Regions from separate parts of the Drosophila melanogaster genome. Here region 1 is linked to region 2. The links are chromatin contacts, called in public HiChIP or PLAC-seq maps. All regions are on one chromosome and are shown on one strand. Each heading gives the region's core, a stretch centred on a gene start, on an enhancer-like site or on the middle of the called end of the contact. The rest is flanking DNA. Distances are from core to core; before and after follow the strand shown. Region 1 overlaps CG42238. Region 2 overlaps CG9328.

The links. HiChIP or PLAC-seq counts read pairs in DNA pulled down with a chosen protein or histone mark.
Region 1: a Psq HiChIP or PLAC-seq map of the Kc167 cell line shows a contact between it and region 2, with 3 times the contacts expected there. The contact joins two enhancer-like sites. A contact is called at or near these places in 1 of 107 Hi-C or Micro-C datasets (the OSC cell line) and 1 of 6 datasets of contacts at active chromatin or transcription factors (the Kc167 cell line).

What each region holds. Positions count from the first base shown.
Region 1 is chr2L:21,038,545-21,042,166 of dm6, reverse strand. All of the region lies in intron 2 of CG42238, which reads left to right. Among named protein-coding and RNA genes, the nearest start is that of snoRNA:Me28S-C2789, 5.6 kb to the right of the region's middle. Within about 2 kb of position 2,261, at least 13 of the 39 cell types and tissues checked have an H3K27ac peak or open chromatin away from gene starts, as enhancers often do. A contact at or near this core is called in the Kc167 cell line and the OSC cell line, where this site is marked.
Region 2 is chr2L:20,804,079-20,807,486 of dm6, reverse strand. The region is part of intron 1 of CG9328; the gene reads right to left. Among named protein-coding and RNA genes, the nearest start is that of CG9328, 8.1 kb to the right of the region's middle. Within about 2 kb of position 1,601, at least 18 of the 39 cell types and tissues checked have an H3K27ac peak or open chromatin away from gene starts, as enhancers often do. A contact at or near this core is called in the Kc167 cell line and the OSC cell line, where this site is marked.

The sequences.
Region 1 (3,622 bases), core at 1,012-3,511, 230 kb before region 2:
TTGTAGTTGATATTGTATGCTCACATATATAAGTGTATATAGAGGCTTTGGCGATGCGTTGGCCAGCGTATGTAAGTGCCGATGACGTGATGATCAGCGATAGATTCCACGTCAGCGCGGCAGTACGGTACACTTGCACTCTTTTTTTTTTTATAAAAACTTATGACGTTTGGCAGAGTATGGACATACCGATGGCGTGATGATCAGCGATAGATTCCACGTCAGCGCGGCAGTACGGTACACTTGCACTTTTTTATAAAAATTATGACGTTCGGCAGAGTATGGACATACCGATGGCGTGATGATCAGCGATAGATTCCACGTCAGCGCGGCAGTACGGTACACTTGCATTTTTTTTGTATATTTATTTATTTTACATTTTTCCTCTCTCTTTTTTTTTCCCTGTGTTTGAATATATGTTTGAGTTTCATTTGGTACTTCACAACTTCAATTTTGTTTTATAAAAATTTGTTCCTAGTCACTTTCAGTCGACATCTTGCATATAGTTTGTTTCGTTTCTTACATGTTTACTTACAGGTAGGTAATTATTAATAGGTAGGACATCCTACCGGCTGCGCCAGTTAAGTCCGTGATCGAGGGTGGAGCCTTTTGTGAAGATATGATGTGTAAATGTATGAAGGTTTTTAAGTTTCAGCAGATAGTTGTAGTGTGAAGATTTCCAATAAAGAATACGACTGACTTTCTTGAAGTTCAAAATCAGTGTGTAGTTTATTGTCAGAAAGTGGCTACTCGAATCCTCCGTTTTCATCTTATACATAAGTACATAGGTTCTTAATTGTAAGCATAATGAACATGCCGACTCGGCATGTGGCTGGCTAGCTGGGGACAATGTTGCAGTGCGACTTTTGAGTAATGTCAGCATTCGGCCGGATGCGGTGTTCCAGTTGCCGTCTTCCCGGTTGAGTGTCCGATGATTTGTTTAGAGGCGTGGGGGTTTAGGGGGTGGGGTGGTAACTCACGCATACTGGAAAATCCGTTTCGTTTTGACATTTATTGTTTTTAATAGTCTCGAGAGCTAGGGAATTTTATGGCACATCCTCGAGCGATAAAAATCTTTACTGCCCTGGGGTACATGCATATGGTTTATTCGTCGTTCCTTCGTTCAATAAGAGCCGAAGGTAAATAAAGTAGGGGATAAAAAGAAAAAGGCCTTGGAATTAGCCGGGCCACCTCATAAAGTGAAAAGTGTCATAAAAATTAGTCAAGAAATCACGCTGCCCACTCCCAATTTGTATTTCTTCGGACGGCTCTTTTCGTTTCTTTCGGACTTTAAATATTTCAGTTCCTTTCGGTTATTTGGTTGTTTGTTCTGACACATTTGTATGCTAATGAGGGAGCGGGATATGGAGGTTGTTTGGCTTGGGTAGGTGCTTCCGGCGGGATTCCCTTGGTCTTTTTACCACTGACTGAAATCTATCAGGTTTTTGACGAGGGTTTCGGGCGGGAAATCGCTTTCGGAGGATAATGCATTCAGCTCAGGTCTTGCATATCGAAGTGGCCGCTGATAAAGGATTTGGGAAGTAGTTTAAGCCATTTGGACGGGGTCATAAATTGAATTATAATTCAGGCATACAACATTTTTTCTGTCTGTCTGCCTGTGAGCTTATGTATGCCTAATGTTCTTCGGATTAAGGTCTTTGGGTTGAGTTGTTTTATTTTTTCTCCGCCAGAGCGTATTTCTTGGGTCTTAAGTCCTAAGCACTGCACTTCGGTTGGATGAATCAGCTCGAGTTGAAAACAATAATAATAAACCATGAAAATATGAACTTTAAAGTGTGTTTCCAGGAATGGCTCCTAGCTTTTAACTAAGATATCTGGGGATACAAATTGTGAAATGTAAAGGGCGGCGACGTTGAGTTGAGGTCGACTTGCACAGTCAATGTCTAAAATAATAATGCTTTATATCTAGGTACCACGAATTACACGAAAATTAAACACTTTCCTATCCACTTGAGCCAACCCTTTGATTTCTTTCCGATTACCTATCCCAGATTTCCCATTCTTTGTGTATGTACATATTTCCATCGAATAGCTTTGGTTATCTATAAATAACATTTTGCTTGCCTTTCTTATCAACTTCCGCTTCTTAATGTCTCTCCAACCAAATTGCAGCCAAACTCTTAGTTTTCCTCTCCCCTCTTCTCGTCGTCTTTTGTCGCCCACCCATCTCTTTTACTGCGGCCCGTCCCTTTCTAGCAAATGGCTTCTATGGCTGTCTTATCCTTCAATGTGTGTGCGAGCTCGGGTGTGTAACAAAGATATCAATGGCAACGGAAAAAAAAAAATTAGGGAGGAGTGGGAGGACAACCTTGAACCTTGAACCCTAGAAAAAAACAGGCACGGCTCATTTCCGTAGCGGGTCAAACAAAGACAAATACACGCGGCTAAAGCGAGATAGAAAGATCTAATGCCACAAATCTAAAATCCACAAATGCCACAAAAAGTCAATAAATGTGCGCCTTTGCTTAGTATTATCAACAGCTCGTTAGGAGCCTCAGAAAATTGACCAAAAATGGGTATATACCATAGTTATATATATATTGTAGATGAAGGAAAAGACAGTGGCAGGGAAAGACAATCAGATGAGAGGAAAAACTAAGACAAACAAAAGACGCACGAAACTGAAAGAGAATTAAGTGAGGCCTGGCAAAAAGTAAATGAGGAAAAAAGAAAGTTCCGCAATTCCTCTTGTTCTTGGGCACTTTTTTTGTTCCCAGCAATTATCCGCTGGTCAAACAAAAGTCATTAAATTGCGGAAATCGGGTCACCAAACCGACAACAAACCCAACTAAACGAGGGGCAAAAAAGAAAAAATAAGCAGACAAACGGAGGCGAAAAACCCCGAAAAACATTCGAAAAAAACATACGACTAAATTGTGAATTTATTTACATTTAATTGCATCTAAGTTACAAAACAAAAGCGCTTTGTCAGCCTTGTCTCTGAAATTATATTTTAATGTGTGGCCCCGCTTAATTGTGATGATGATGATGTCCCTCTATTTCTACTTTTTAACTTTTCTTGGTTGCCTCAGTGTCGAGATAATAATGATGATATGACTCATTAACCTCGACGCATGACCCGGGCAAATTAGAACTACTAGAAGATTCATTCCAGCCTCGAAGACACCATTTGTTTACACTTCACAGCAAGGAATACCTCAATTTTAAATTATATTTTCATTCCATGCAGACCGATTAAGAAACCCACTGTTTTTATGTTTTAATTTGTTGGTAAAAGTGAAAAAGTGAAGAAAAAAGGTTTACCACATTATTTTGTTTCGGCACATTTTTTTTTTCTGCCCAAAACTCGCTTCCCTGTAGCTCAGTGTAACAAATATTGAAGAGCATATGAGCGATATAGATACATATTTAAGCTGTCTGTGGCAACCCGGCCTGTTTGAGCTGTAAGTGTCTTTTGAGGCCGTGTTTTATTGCTGCTAAGTTCGCTTGTTGACTCTGGCTGAGTCATCATCTCGCGGTTCGTCGGTTTGATGTTAGAAGTTGCCCGTTCTCGAGCCCCCAAAAACCCCTACTCTCTTTCGAAAAACAGCACTTAGCTGACATATTTTCCTTTGTAAAACTTAATGGTCTAGATAAAGTT
Region 2 (3,408 bases), core at 352-2,851:
GAGCAATTGCCTCTTTTGAGGAAGTTTGATTACTTACAATACAATAATACTTTCTCAATCTGCCTTTCCTATTAGCTTTGTCATCAGACCTATTCGCTCAAAAGGCCCTATTTTTCAGCAATAAGCCTCATAGTCGTGGGATCGTTTAAGGCGCGTGTTAGTCATAGACATTTATATATTTACTATTTATTTGTGTTTGGCACATTCGCTTGTGTTTGTTTGGCAACAAATAGCACGCAAGGCAATTTCTATTAACCAACCGCCGGTGCCACCCCCAATTTCCTTTGAGGCCACCCAGTCAGTCACTCGTTCGCTGGTCAAAACCCCCTGTTCCTCGTTGAAACATATTTTTTCTTTAATTTTAATAGCGTGTCAGAATTTATTGGCCACGTTTAGTCGGCCGTTTGAGCCTCACGCCCATCGCTAATTATTCGGCAGGTGAGTCATGAAATTAGCTAATCTGCCACGCCCCCCTCGCGCCGCCTTCTCGTTTTATATTTCTGCTTTTGTGGTCAGTCAACCCAGCGGGAGATGCAACCACAGGAAATCGTCCAAGTGGCCACAGGCATTCGGCAATGTAAGTCAGTCAATTCCCCAGCTGCGAAATGGCTTACCGGCTTTCACCTGCCCCGCCCCCTCACCGCCCCTCACTAAACTGTCCACTCCAGTCACTCATTCAGTCATTCATTCATTCAGTCGCTCGGCAACTAATTTTCCGCGTCGACATCGTTTGTCGTCTTGTACGCGCTTTTAATAACAATTTTCAGTTTAATTTCTTGCATTTTTTCTCTTTTAATTTTTGGTTTTTTGGCTAAGCGGCTTGACAAGTGGGCATAAATAACAAAATAAAAGAAACCGGTGTCAAAGCCCAGTCGAAATGTACAAACCGAAAACAGTTGCCATTCGTTGCGCAATGGGAAAGCCTCGAAAATAAAGGCAACGGGACTTAAAACGTTTACTGGGAATTCGGGGTCAAAACTATATAAAAAAAAGCGCCCTAACACCCTGAAAAACTGACCTTTCCCTGGAACTCAGTTTGGCCCCAAGCCGCGAAAGATTCCGAGAAATCGGCGTCCCCGGGCATTAAATGCATTTCTAAATCTAAACAGCGCTTTGCTTTATAAACAGAGCAACTCAGCAGCCCCACACATGTGGCATTCCGAATTCAACATTCCGCATAAACAATAACACAAGCCATTCGACCGACCCCACACCACAGATACAATTTTTGAACAATAAACAGAAAATTTGTTTTCCCGCAAGTCGGAACGTTTATGCTTCGAGCAACTAGGAAGAGTCATAAATGGTTCGACTATAGCATACCAAGTGTGCTCAAAAACCATAAGTTGGAAAAATGGTTTAATACGCAAGTCATTCGGACATTTACTTATAATATAATATATGTCATGGAAGTCTTGTAATACATTTAATAAAATTGAAAAAACGTAATATGTATATATCCCAATTGATTAACATACCTGACACACCCCGCAAAGCGGAGTGTACAGGGTATCGTTCAAGGGGCGCTGAGCGAGTCCATTAAAAGAATTTCGTAATCGAAATCCCGCATCGAGCCAATCAAGCTAAAAACTCTGAACCCATGCCCATAGCCATGCGGGTGCAAAACGCTTATCAGACGGAATAATAATAGCTTGGACAACTACAATAAGCGAGTGAAATAAATTTAATAAACATTTTTATGATTGTTCTTTCGAAGCTTTATGGAAATTTGTTACTAGTTGGCGTAGCTGAATAATCTCAAGCTTTTCAGGGGGATATGCGATTTGGGCAAATATTTGGCCATGTATGAGCATTAAACTCAGACGTCAGTTTAGATAAGAGGTTCTTATTATCTATGGAACTCGGCAAATCATAAAAACATAACATATTTGTTCTGCATGCCTTAAATGGAAACCTCCAAAGAACTTGAATGGCTAAGAGTAAAACTTTTAGCTGTTCCATGTAAATACCGTTAGTTTTTATGCTTTCATTTACGAATTTTGCCAGTTTATTCTGTGTATTTTGTGGATTCTAAATACGGAACACAAACATGAAATTGTTAATGGAGCACAATGAAAATTTATGTGTTGAAATATTCTTTGAAAATTTACATTTTTGCCGATATTTAAATGAAGAAAGATTTTTCAAAATTTGAACTTTCGATCTGAATTTCACACACTTCTATTGATTTATAAGTATAATGGGCTAGTTACTATTAAGAAATTGATAAATTGACTTCTTTTCGTAATAATTATATATTTAATAAGCCATAAACAGTCACCCAAATATCTGAATATGACTCTTTAAATAGCCCGTGTGTCACGCCTGGTGATTTCATTCCGTATGTACATATTCCGTCTTTACAAGGCACATATGTATGACTTTAAATCCTAATGCATGTAAATGGGCACTACGACAAAATGGCCTTGAGACGCCGTAAACCGGCAACAAACGTGGCCCAAGCAACAAACATCAAATTAGCCAATCAAAGCAGAAAAACAAAACCATTTCACGCGCTCGCAGACAGTAATAATCATTTGGAAGCATACAAAAAGAGTTTAAATAATTTATATAAGCCGCCAGGCGATGAAGAAATTGCAGCACTTAACGAATAAAAATCTGCGTTTTCCAACCGGCTTAAAAAAGCTAAACACAATTAAAAGCGCTAAGCACTAAAGAGCATTCCAAGCCTTTCACTCTTTTTTCACTTTGATATCTTCCATGACCAAGCAAAATCATTTGCCTAGCCGCACTCGTAAAAAACTTCAATTGAATTTTGTATTATTTGATAACTCCATTAAGACCCCAACTGCAACAACAACAAATCAATCAGTTGCGGAAACGGAACAAACTGCGCGAAACGAAAGAGATCGAATGGAACCAATCAGACCGAAAGTAAAGCCAATTTGCATAAAAAACATGATGCTGATGCGAAGAAGGTTTATAGAGGAGAAACTATAGCTGTGCGGCACTGATTGATATCTAAACTGAAAAATTGTCTGTTGTCAATAAAATAATTCAATTGATATGGTAAAAAAATGAATCCAGATTGGGGTATCTTTTCATGCTTAACAATAAAAATGGAAAATTATCTTTTAATGACCATTAATATCTTTAATAGATGGATCCTAAAGATTAATATTACAAATATTATTATATTATACTATAAATGTATTATGAACACATACTTTTTTTGGTTACTACCCTTTCCCATCAAAGCCATTTAAAACACTTATCTCGAGAAGGCTGACGTCACCCGAAGGGACTCCAAACAAATTACGATTACTTATCGTTATTATTTCTCCGTTTTCCTCATTCTCGTTCCTATACGAAGTGTGTGTACACATTCCTCTCCTTAAAGACTCTTTTGTGGCGTACACCTAAAAGTATTTGGTTTTTTTTGCCCAT